Regions from separate parts of the Pan troglodytes genome. Here region 2 is linked to region 1. A link is a contact called in public Hi-C data. All regions are on one chromosome and are shown on one strand. Each heading gives the region's core, a stretch centred on a gene start, on an enhancer-like site or on the middle of the called end of the contact. The rest is flanking DNA. Distances are from core to core; before and after follow the strand shown.

Region 1 (6,421 bases), core at 123-2,622:
AAGGGATAATAAAATTACCTCTTCACAGTATTACAGTGAGGATTAAGTGAGAAAATGCATAATATATTTGGCACACAGTAAGCATTAACTATTTAAAAAGCATTAAACATTGACTCATTAATGCCAACTCTTGTTATTATGATTACCACACAAGAGACCTCCTAGCAGGGCATCAAGTCATCCTCAGTGGCAAATGCAAGAAGGTAAGTGAAAGTAATGTGTGGTATTGAACAGCTCAATGACTAAATCAAATTAGGCTTCGACAGCATTGCTTCAAAAAGGGAAAGGACAAGAATATCTAGTCAACCTCAACAGCCATATTACCATTTTAAGTAATCTCTCTCTCTGGAATTTTGACCCTTTTCCCCAATGAAATAATATCTATCTAGTAAGCTTTTTCCAAGAAACTCTGGTAGCCAACATCTTAAAGAAATGGAGAAAAAAATGATACGAAGAAAAGAAGCCCTGTCTATGGGGACTATTCCAGAATCTTGCCGAGGATTGTTATTTTTGTCCAGAAATATTCTTTTTTTTTTAATTTTTGAGATGGAATTTCACTCTTGTTGCCCAGACTGTAGTGCAATGGCACAATCTCGGTTCACTGCAACCTCTGCCTCCCGGGTTTAAGCAATTCTCCTGCCTCAGCCTCCCAAGTAGCTGGGATTACAGGCATGCGCCACCATGCCCGTCTAATTTTTTTGTATTTTTGGTAGAGACGGGGTTTCACCATGTTGGCCAGGTTGGTCTTGAACTCCTGACCTCAGGTTATATCCACCCGCCTCGGGTTACAGGCGTGAGCCACTGCGCTTCGCCCATAAAGTTCTTAATACAAGTTCACGCCTTTTGTTTCTGCTCTAATATTTTAAAAAACATAGTACTGAATATACAAAGATGTCACAATAGACAAGGAATCCAGCTCATTTATCACTAGATTAGTGTTTCTCTTATTGAGAGCCTAACCCTCAGTGACCCCTACTGGACAAAGATAGATAGACACAGAAGACTGAGTTTTTAAACAACAAAGAAAACCTGTGTTGCTTTTATTCTAATGAAATTCTCACACATGGAACTTTCATTATACAAGTTCAAGCTTGTGTCAAAATCTATATACACCTGTAACATAGAAGGCAACAATGCTATGTCCAGTCAGCTCATTCCTTTTATGGGAAACATTATCACCATAAAGTTGGTTGGCTTCACGGCTGCCTCAACAGGATCGTCAGTATTTATGGTTTTGTGATGAGTCCTTATAGAGAAAATAGCAGACAGAAAAGGAGCAGTCACTGGCACACAACTCCTACCCCTCAGTACCTTGCAATTTTTCCATTCCCCGAGGTGACTCACTCTTAACACAGCCCAGACTATTTGCCAGCAGTCAGGGCCACTATGTGTGCCTGGTGAGTAATGCTTTCCCCAGCGTGCATCCTCCCAGCTGCCTCTGACTGAACAAGTCATAAAAGGAAATCTGGGTAACCATTTTTAAGTTTTTTGCTTTTTTCTTTTTTTGAGACAGAGTCTTGCTGTGTCGCCCAGGCTGTAGTGCAGTGGTGAGATATCGGCTCACTGCAATCTCCACTTCCCAGGTTCAAGCAATTCTTGTGCCTCAGTCTCCTGAGTAGCTCGGATTACAGGCATACACCACCACACCCAGCTAATTTTTGTATGTTTAATAGAAACGGAGTTTCACCATGTTGGCCAGGCTGGTCTCGAACTCCTGGCCTCAAGTGATCCACCTGCTTCGGCCTCCCAAAGTGCTGGGAGCCACCGTGCCTGGCCCAGTTTTAAGAACACACGTCCCATCCTAAACACAAGGATAGCTCCTCTCAGCTCCCTGCAGGGACTCAGAGTTGTAATGAATTCCCTCTAATGGCAGCCAGGTGGCAATGCAGAAACAGGCAAAGGCAGAAAAGCCAATGAGTATGATAAGCCCTTACTCTCTAAAATCTGGGGACCACAGCTTCTACTTTGGATAAAACAAAAAGTAATGGGCATGAAGCAGAGCCATCTGCTATCACACAGCATCACACCCTGTGGCACAGCCCTGATGAAAAGCCCAATCTCAGAAGAAGGAGGCAGCCTCTTAAGTATCTGTCCATCCATCCTTAGGTGTCCCAAGTAGTGGATGAGGAAAACGACAGCATCTGTTTTTTTGATTAGTGACTGGCACATTAATCGAAAAATGGACAACAGTTGTAGTTAAACTTTCTCCCAATAGATGTTCCTGGAGTATCTAATCCTTCAGACATGAATCTATGGAGTTAGTGCAAACATTTTGGAAACAGCTGCCAAGTGCTAGGTAAGTGAGAGAAGTGGAGGAAGGTCTTTGACACAGACAATTTACTTCAAAGCTATCTTAAGCAATAATAATTCCTGATAAATTGTCAAACAGGAAAACTTTAAGTAGGACCCAACTGGGCCTGTACTTCACTGCTAGGTTTAAAAAAAAAGAAAGAAAGAAAGAAAGAATCACCCCAAATACATCATATCCAGTGAATTTTTAAAATTTTCTTAAAAATCAGAGCACCGTCAATACAGTTGCCTACATTTTTTCCCTACCTATAATCCTTGGGTCTCTGATGCTCATATATGCCTGGGAAGAAAACTATTATCCAGCTTAGTTTTCATTGTTGTTGTTTTGGGGTTTTTTTGTTTGTTTGTTTTTGAGACACAGTCTCACTCTGTCACTCAGGCTGGAGTGCAGTGGTGCGATCTCAGCTCACTGCAAACTCCACCTCCCAGGTTCAAGCGATTCTCGTGCCTCAGCCTCCCAAGTAGCTGGGATTACAGGCACACCACCACGCCTGGCTAATTTTTGTATTTTTAGTAGAGACGGGGTTTCGCCATGTTGGCCAACCCAGTCTCAAACTCCTGGCCTCAAGTGATCCACCTGCCTCGGCCTCCCAAAGTGCTGGAATTACAGGCCACTGCACCACCTCCAGCTCAGTTTTTGACAAAATCCAGAATACTCAAGATCCTGATTTTTATCAAAAAGAGAGAGAAAGAGAAAAAGAGAGACAGCACAAGGCGGTGGCTCACGTCTGTAATCACAGTACTTTGGGAGGCCGAGAGGGCAGATTTCTTGAGCCCAGGAGTTCGAGACCACCCTGGGCAACATGGCAAAACCCTGTTGTTATGAAAAAATACAATAAGTTAGCTGGGTGTGGGGATGCACATCTGTAGTCCCAGCTACTCACGCCACTACACTTCAACCTGGGTGACAAAGCAAGATTCCGTCAAAAAAAAAAACAAAAACAAAAACAAACACACACACACACACAGAAAAGAAGAGAAAGAAAGAAAGAAAAGACAAGAAAAGAGAAAGGAAGAGAGAGGAGAGGGGCGGGGAGGGGAGGAAAAAAGAAAGAAAGAAGAGAGAGAGGCAGCGAAGGAGGGAGAAAAGAAAAGAAATTACCTATGGCATACCTAATTACTAAAACCAAAAAGATATTGACAAAAATTTTCAACAAGAATGAAACAAAAAGCACTCTCTGGTTAACCTTTGATAAACCAGAATATCTAAATAAGCACATATCAGATTTTATCAATGCATTTAGACATTACAGAACTAGAGACGATTATAGGTCCAGTTCTGTTCTTGGCTTATTAAATGACTTCAGGATCGTTTAACTACACTGGATCTGTTTACTCATTCATAAAATGAGTTCACATTCTAGATCTCTAAATTCTTTTCCAGCTCTAAAATTCTGTGGTTCTGTGAAATATTTAGTTGCCTAGGTACTATGTTGATTGTTATCAATAACAAAAAAATTACAAAGCCAGTCTTACGCTACTATCCTTTAAGAGCTTACAATCTAACTGGAGAAATATGTATACAGATAGTCTTAACATAAAGCAGTACAGGCTATGTCAGGAGGGCAAGACTATAAGAACTCAGTGAATGGAACTTCAGAAATTCAGTCAATGAAATGGTCATTTCCTGTTGGGGAAGTCAAAAAAAAAGGCTTCCATAGATAAGAAATATAACCTGGGACTAGAAGAATGTATAGGATTTCAACAGTCTGAAATAAGAAGAGTAAACACTCCAGGAGGAGAGATAGCATGAGGAAGAGAATGAAAAACAGAAAGTACAAGTGACACTAGAACGAACCACAGGGTTTGTGTATTTGGGTTGGGGTTGGGGAGGCTCAGAGAGAGGTAACTAAATTGGGAAGATTAACTTCTGCCAACTTTAGGGTATCCATTACAAATTTAATAAGCACATTTAGCTCCCTTTCAGAAACCTCAGAAAAGTGACAGTAAGAGAATTAAAATGGCACAAGCCCACAGAAAATAAGAATAAGAAATAGCAACAAAAGTTTGATACACTGGAGTGTGGATAAACAAATGGTCGAAAACTTAAATGTCAGCTTTCTTTCTCTCTGCTAAGTGCCTGCAGGAAATGGGCAACAATAAGAAACAAGGTAAATTGTGCTGCAGAATCCCAGAAAGGCTCAGAAATTGGAAGCACCAGGGACCTCTGAAGACTTGGTAGGAGAAGGCATGCTGCAGAGTAAGGCTGAAAACAAGATTGGTTGGAAGTCTTCAGGCCCGTGTGAGGTCAGGAGCCAGGTGTCTCAGCGAAAACAGGGATATTAAATGAAATCTGACAATGGGCCGGGCATGGTGGCTCACGCCTATAATCCTAACACTTTGGGAGGCCGAAGCAGGTGGATCACCTGAGCTCAAGAGTTCGAGACCAGCCTGGCCAACATGGTGAAACCCCGCCTCTACTAAAAATACAAAATTAGCTGGGTGTGGTGGCACGCACCTGTAATCCTAGTACTTTGGGAGGCAGAAACAGGTGGATCACCTGAGCTCAGGAGTTCGAGACCAGCCTGGCCAACATGGTGAAACCCCGCCTCTACTAAAAATACAAAATTAGCCAGGCATGGTGGCAAACACCTGTAATCCCAGCTACTTGGGAGGCTGTGGCAGGAGAACTGCTTGAACCTGGGAGGCAGAGGTTGCACTCCAGCCTGACAGGGTGAGACTCCGTCTCAATCAATCAATCAATCAATCAATAAACTTTGACAATGAACGATGAGGCCCTTCCAGACTGGCCAATTGCTCCACTTGGCCCAGAGCTCTAGCTACCAGAATTGGCCCCCAGATGGGAGACTGGCCAGTCTTTCCTGGGGAAACCAACCTCCTCTACCTGGTTATTCATTAGGAGTATACCAGTTAACGAGTCCCACCAATCAGCATTTTAGGGCCCAGCTCCTTCTTTTTTTATTTTTGGAGACAGGGTCTCACTCTGTTGCCCAAGCTGGAGTGTAGTGGCGCAGTCTCAGCTTACTACAGCTTCAACCTCCGGGGCTCAAGCGATCTGCCCACCTCAGCCTCCATGCGCCACCACACCCAGCTCATTTTTGTAATTTTTTGTACAGATGGGGTTGCCCAGGCTAGTCTTGAACTCCTGGGCTCAAGCAATCCACCTGCCTCGGCCTCCCAAAGTGCTGGGATTATAGGTGTGAGCCACTGTGCCTGGCCAGGGCCCAAGTCTTAAATGTGAAGATCACCAAGAAACATCAGACATTTTAAGAGAACTTCTAACATGAAAGACAGAGACCAAAATAAATAGGAGCTCAGAAGAAACAGAGACAATGCTGGATGCAGAGGAAAAAAGAAAAGAAAGGGAAGGGAAGGGGAGGGGAGGGGAGGGGAAAGGAGAGGAGGGGAGGGGAGGGGAGGGGAGGGGAGGGGAGGGGAGGGGAGGGGAGGGGAGAGGAGGGGAGAGGAGGGGAGGGGAGGGAAGGGAAGGGAAGGGAAGGGAAAGGGGAAAGAAGGAAGGAAGGAAGGAGAGAGGAGAGAGAGAGAGACAGAGAGAGAGAGAGACAGAGAGAGAGAGAGAGAGAGAAAGACAGCCTCTAATTAATATCCTTAGAGAGACTTAAAAGGCAGTATTAGCCAGACAATTGCTTGAAGCCAGGAGTTTGAGGCCAGCTTGGGCAACATAGCGAGATCTCATTTCTACAAAAAAATTTTAAATAATTTTTTTTAAAAATCTGCTAGAAAGTGATTTGCAACCTAGAACTCTATACTCAAACTCTTAATCAAATGAAAAGTAGAATAAGACATTTTCAGATAAGCAAAGTCTCAAAAACATTTACCTCCCTTGTATCCTTTCTCAGGAAGCTAGGATATACCACAATGAAAAAATGGAGTACATCATGAAATACAACATCAGCTCTGGGAAACATGAGATCCAACAGGGAAGACAGGTGAAGGAATTTCCCCGTATAGTGAAGGGAAGTGCTAGGATGACAGCTTTACTAAAGGCTTTAAGAGCAACCCATCCAGAGTGAGTAAGAGAAAGCTCCTGGGGGATGTCTCCAAATAGACTATTGAACTAAAAGATTATTTGATATGTTTCAACTTACTGAGAGAGAAGTCTTAGAGTCCCATGAGAGAGTCTGAAGGT
Region 2 (5,776 bases), core at 2,672-5,171, 86 kb after region 1:
ATCTGGAAATGTATGTCACTTAAAGTGTGTGACTATACTTCAGAAACTAAAACTAACAACAATAATGATACTAACAATTAAAGCATTTTCACAATTATCTCACTTAGCACAAGTCATCTACTGTGATTTTAAAACTCTCTTCTGTGATACAATGTGAAACCTTCACCCAGAAATCTGGAGCCTGGCTCTTAGACAGTAATTTTAAGTCTCTGTGCCTAAATTTATTCATCTGTGTAATACTATCCTTCAGGATATTATAAAGCTTAAATAAGATATAAATCAACGTTTTTCTAAACATTAAAGGTTCCTTCTGGTAGGAGATAGAAAAAAAAAAAAGGAGAGAAAAGAGTTAAAAAATAAAATAGGCCAGGCGCAGTGGCTCACGCCTGTAATCCCAGCACTTTGGGAGGCTGAGGCAGGCAGACCACAAGGTCAGGAGTTCAAGACCAGCCTGGCCAACATGGTGAAACCCCATCTCTACTAAAAAAAAATATAGAAAAAATTAGCCAGGCATGGTGGCGTGCACCTGTAATCCCAGCTATTCAGGAGGCTGAGGCAGGAGAATTGCTTGAACCTGGGCGGCAGAGGTTGCAGTGAGGCGAGATCGTGCCACTGCATCCCAGCCTGAGCAACAGAGCAAGATTCCACCTCAAAATAAAGTAAAGTAAAATAAAATGGAACATTAAAGGACAAATATATGCCCAGAGCTCATTTATATTCTCATGAATCCCAAGAAATTAGTATTATCATCCCTATTTTAACAGATGAGAAACCCAAAAGATCAGAGAAATTTTTCCAAGGTCACACAGTAGAAATTAACTGGCAAAAACTAGGACTGGAGCCCAAAACAGAAGAAATCCAAAGCATAGTCTTTCTACGATATCAATTTTGTACATTAAGTAATATGCAGACTCTTCACTTGTAACCCTCTGTGCAGTAAGTTTTATAAGTTATTTTCTGCACTAGGATAAATGAAAATTGGTCCTAACTAGCTTCGTATAACCCACAACACTTAGTGACAATTCTGAATTTCATAAGTACCAGATAGATGTTACCAATGTTGAAATGTGAATGTTCTCTTTTATTCCTAGCCCAGCCCAGCAAGTAAAGACTATTTAGTCCTTAAAGCTTTGTGAAAACAAAAGTCTAATTCTGTCTTAACCAACCACCATCAACCAAGTGTGCTGGTTTTTAACCACCTCTTTAAAACCTAAAACTATGCTCATATGTGACCTGCTTCTTCAGTAGAGTTGGTCTCTATCCTAGAAGAGGAATAAAATCCTGGTTCTCCTACCTCCCTGACTATTCCTTCTTAATTTCCTCCGGCGTGAACCGCGAGGCAGAGCTTGCAGTGAGTGGAGATCGTGCCACTGCACTCCAGCCTGGGCAGCAGAGTGAGACTCCGTCTCAAAAAAAAAAAAAAAAAAAAACCCTCTCATGTCACCTCCTTTGTCAAATCTCCCAGGTAAATCCAAATAGGGTTTCAGCCTTCCTCTGGCTTCCATACTATCTCTGTTCTAGCACTTATCACAGTATGACAACTACTTGTTTACAAGTATCTTTCCCTTACTAGATGGAATAACCAAGGGCAGGAACCAGATCTCATTCAGAATTCTGGCATCTAACATTGTGGCACCTCCAAGAGAGACTTTAATGACTGTCAGAGAATTGGGGAAATGAAGGATATACCCTGGTTCTCTTGGCTGCTGCCCACTCTGAACTGTTAGAATCCAGCGTTATTATCTAATGCCTCCTGTTTACCGGCCAGCTATCTGAAAGAACCTTTGGGACATTTAGGAAATAAGGGAGAGCATTTATTTCCATGCTGAATCATCTAATCCTGCCAAGACCATGCTCAATGCCACCACACAGAAAAAAAAAAAAAAAGGTTGCCAAGCAGTTCTGGAAAACCCATACTTGACTACCATTCCTAATACAGCTGCACTACACACAGCTCTGCTTCCCTCACACTCCAAATACATTACTGCCCTTCTCCCCTTGGCCCTAGGGGCAGTTTAGGCAGCTGAAAATTTTAGCTCTCCTTCTGCATATAAAAATCCTGCTTCAGCCTGTATAATGAGGTGACTACAAATTAATAGCAGCAGAGAGAGATCCAAGTAATGTGGTGACCAGCCAATAAGGGTCTAGAACACCCCACCATCATCAATATCTATTTTCCCATCTCTTTCCAAAACCAATACGTGGCATGATCCTCACAAACTCCTTCCCCTGGTCACTCTACAGATTCCAGCTCACTCCTCTGCTTAGACAAACTGTTCTCCTATTAAGGTAGTACGGGGATTTCTAAGTCTGGAAAATGCAGGAATTCCATAAGCAAAGTAACAAAGGCCCAGATGCTAAGCCACTCTGACTTCCCAGTGAGAACGGTGCAGTGGGGGGAAGAGAGATTGTTCTGCACCGATCAGAAGAGCAGACTGCACGACCACCTTATACAACTCGAGGTAATTTACTTTGGGCAACCATTTTTAACTCATTCCTCCCCTCAAGAAAGAGACCTGTGTCTGGGAAGGATTAAGTTCCTATACACCTGATCAAGGCCCTTCAGAGGAAAGCCAAACTGAGTGAGACAGCTAAAAAAAAAAAAACTGAACAAAAGAGGTCTCTCCTGGAACAAGCCCTACTGCCCCCTTCTTTCCCAGCCTCATTTGCTAGGAGTCCAACTTCCTTTCCGCTGGAGGTCACCAGTACTACCATCCAGTGAGGTGCTGAGATTTCTTCACCTGCTTTGGGTCTTAATTCTGCTGGTTTGAAGCTGTCACAGCCCGGGACAGTCCTAATGTATCTCCTCTCTCTGAAGAGAGCAGTGTTACTCAAAAGCCTGCAAAGGAAACTTAATGCAACCATTCACTGAGCAGCATTTTTTCAATGAAGTTCAGCAGCACAATCTAACCTCTTTGTGCTCTGAAATGAACCACATTTCTTAAAAAGAAAGACCACAGGGGGTTGACAGAAAACTTGCTGCAGGCAGGAAAAGCTGGACAGTTTACAGGAGCTGATGCAGAGGGAACAAGCAAAAACCCTAGTAGGTCCTTTTTCGCATTTCATCTCTACTTTTTTCCTGCTGCATTCCCAAGCAGAGTTCCAATGCCACAAGAAAAAAAAAAAAGGGGGGGGGGGCGTTTTACAGCTTCTTCATTAGTTTCCCTTCACTGGATAGGTGCTGTAAACAAGTATGCTGGACTCAGTCATAGGGGCTGAAGTTTCCTCTCCTTCAGATAAAAAGAAACTAAGGGCCTAGTCACAAGGGCCCGAGCTAAATAAAATGGGGAAAAGTGCTGCCTGTGTCGTTTCTGGGAAAATCTCCCCGTCTGTGGAAAGCATAACTGCCAGCCAAAGCAAACTCCCAGAACCGGATGTTAAAGATCAAGGCAAGGGCCTCCCAAGGCCACGCATCCCTGGCTTCCATTCAGGGGCACCTACAGCAGTTAGGGAAATGCAGTCCACAGGCCCTCTTGTCTGTCAAAACTTTCTCCCCATACACCCAAGGCGCAGATTAGGCATTAACTTGCAGAAGTGTCTCGCAAGAGAGCCTTCAGGGCTGAAATCCGAGCTCCAAGGCAAATCTTTATGTGGGAGGAAAAAAACAGATCCCTACCTCCAGCAGGCCCAGACCCCCACCTCCAGCAGGCCCAGACCCCCGGGGAGATGGAGGGGGTAAGGTCTCGCCACCAAAAACTGCACACTCACCCACACCGCTGCCCACCCCACCCCGAAGACACCAAGGTGCTTTCCAACCTCGGCTTCCACGCGACTCATCCGAGACTCAAGGAGACAAAAGGGGGCGAGGGAGGGACTCTCCGCGGGCACACAGAGGTCCGAGCCCCTCTGGGAGGAAGCTCGCACCCAGAGCAGAGCGGGTGGTTTCTCCCGCGCCCAACTCCTCCTCCTCCTCCTCCCCAGCAACTCCCCACGGCGGCCGGTCTCCAGGCCAGCGCCTTGTCTCGCCTCCTTCCAGCTGGGGCCGGATAATAGGGCAAATCATGTAACTGGCGCTCTGAGCGCGCCGACTGCCCCGGGAGCGGGTTCCGAAGGCTTATCTCAACTCTGTAAATAAACTGGCCCCGAGAAGCAGCAGCTCAGGGCCAAGCCCCGCGCGGTGGGTGCGACCCCGCCCGGCCGCCCCACCTGCAGCGGCCGAGCCGGCCGGCCCGCGGGCCTCAGCGCCGGCCAGTCCCCGGCCCTACCTTTGTAGCGCTCCAGCACATCCTCGTACGCCTGCACGAACTCCTTCTCCTGGCTGCGGTTGGCCGGCTGCTGACCCGGCACGTAGCCGGCCATGGCCGCCCGCACCGCCTTCTCGCCGAGCCCCGGGGGCTGCCGGTTCCAGGCCCGTGCGCTGAGGCGGCGGCGGCGGCGGCCCCAGCCTCGGCCCTTTGTGCGTCTCAGAGACGGCGACGGCGCCCTCGCTCTCCGCCGTCCGCCCGCCTCGCCCGGCCCGGCAGTCGCGCTCCGCTCCTCAGTCCGCTCGCACCCGGCCCGCTCGCGCTCCGCCGGTCCCGGCTCGCGTTTCCGCCTCCTCACCCCTCGGCTCCGCTCCTCCCTCAGCCCGCCCCGGCGCGGCCGCGGCGACGGGCGGCGGCAGCGGCTCCTCCTGTCAGGAGCGCCAGGCCCGGCCCGTTCCCCGCCCCCTCTCCCCGCCGCCTCCGGGGCCCGGCGAGTCCTCGGCCCCAGGCTGCGGCCGGCTGGGCCCGGGCTGCCCACACGGGTCCCCCAGGGGCTGCCGACCCCCGCCCGGCCCGGACTGGGGCCCGAGCCGAGGGGCGCGAGAGGCCGGCCCACGCGGGAGTCCCGCTGGGTGGGAGGCCCCGCGCGTCAGGATGAAAGGCTGGGCCGGCCGAACGGCAGGGAGACCCGGGCCGGCTCCACAGGGCGAGCGGGAGCCCCAGTCAGCGCTGACCTACGCCGCCGGGAGCGGGACAAAGGAGGGTTTCTCCCTGGCTGGAGAGAAACCCAGCGGGGCCTGTGCGGCTGCTGGAGAAGGACCTGGAGAAACTGAAGGGAAAGCAGAGGGCAAAAGACCACGATGCCTCAGATCCCAGGGCTAGACGCGGTCAGAACGAGGACAAGGGCAAGATCCAGACAGGGCTGCAGTGTGGGGCCGGAGGACACTGAGCCCACAAAGAAGCCCGGGAACAAAGGGTTTTCCAGAAACAGAAGAAGCTGAACGAGAAGTGACGGGGCAGATCCAGCACCATGAAGTAAACCAGGCCAAGGAGCCAGAGCCTGAGAAATGACAACCTAGGGAGGCACGAAAACGGGATTCTGAATGCACCATGGGGTGAATAAGAGGAGAGACAGGGAGACATAAATCTGTAGGGGATAGACCCTCTAGAATTATTAAACTGTGACAGCCATCTGAACAGAGAGACAGAGATCAAAAGGGAGAAATGTGGGAACCTGAGACGGAACCAGGACTGTTAGGGAACAAAGAAAGGACTCTGGAGCATAGCTGGTCAGGGAAGAAAAGGGGAAGCCAATTATTCTTTGTCATCAGGGGAAAGGAAAGAGTAAAGAAAGGAAACTGGAAAATATGGGTAGGGATTTATTAGGGGCCATTTTGAGGACAGAGCTCCCAACATCATTTGATCCAACATTCGGTTGTGTATCATTCAATCCCAATATTCATGGAGTGCGCTGGAGCCATGAGCAGTGAATGAAGAACTCTGGTCAATGTAGGTGACACGTTGTGCCCGCCACCCCCCATTCAGCAGTTATCCTCCCCTGTTAGCTTGATTTTTCAGGAGGTCTGGAGAGG

Evidence for each region. Hi-C and Micro-C count contacts between places; a contact is called where the count stands out from the background.
Region 2: a Hi-C map of stem cell-derived neural progenitor cells shows a contact between it and region 1, with 7 times the contacts expected there. The contact joins the promoter of MACF1 here to the enhancer-like site in region 1. A contact is called at or near these places in 5 of 7 Hi-C or Micro-C datasets (blood, induced pluripotent stem cells, a lymphoblastoid cell line and 1 more) and 1 of 1 datasets of contacts at active chromatin or transcription factors (stem cell-derived excitatory neurons).

What each region holds. Positions count from the first base shown.
Region 1 is chr1:191,780,484-191,786,904 of NHGRI_mPanTro3-v2.0_pri, forward strand. The region is part of intron 1 of MACF1 (microtubule actin crosslinking factor 1); the gene reads right to left. Among named protein-coding and RNA genes, the nearest start is that of MACF1, 84 kb to the right of the region's middle. Within about 2 kb of position 1,373, at least 8 of the 24 cell types and tissues checked have an H3K27ac peak or open chromatin away from gene starts, as enhancers often do. A contact at or near this core is called in stem cell-derived neural progenitor cells, where this site is marked.
Region 2 is chr1:191,863,630-191,869,405 of NHGRI_mPanTro3-v2.0_pri, forward strand. It overlaps MACF1 (microtubule actin crosslinking factor 1), which reads right to left and starts at 3,922. Exons shown (of 101, transcript XM_063782390.1): 1 at 3,757-3,922.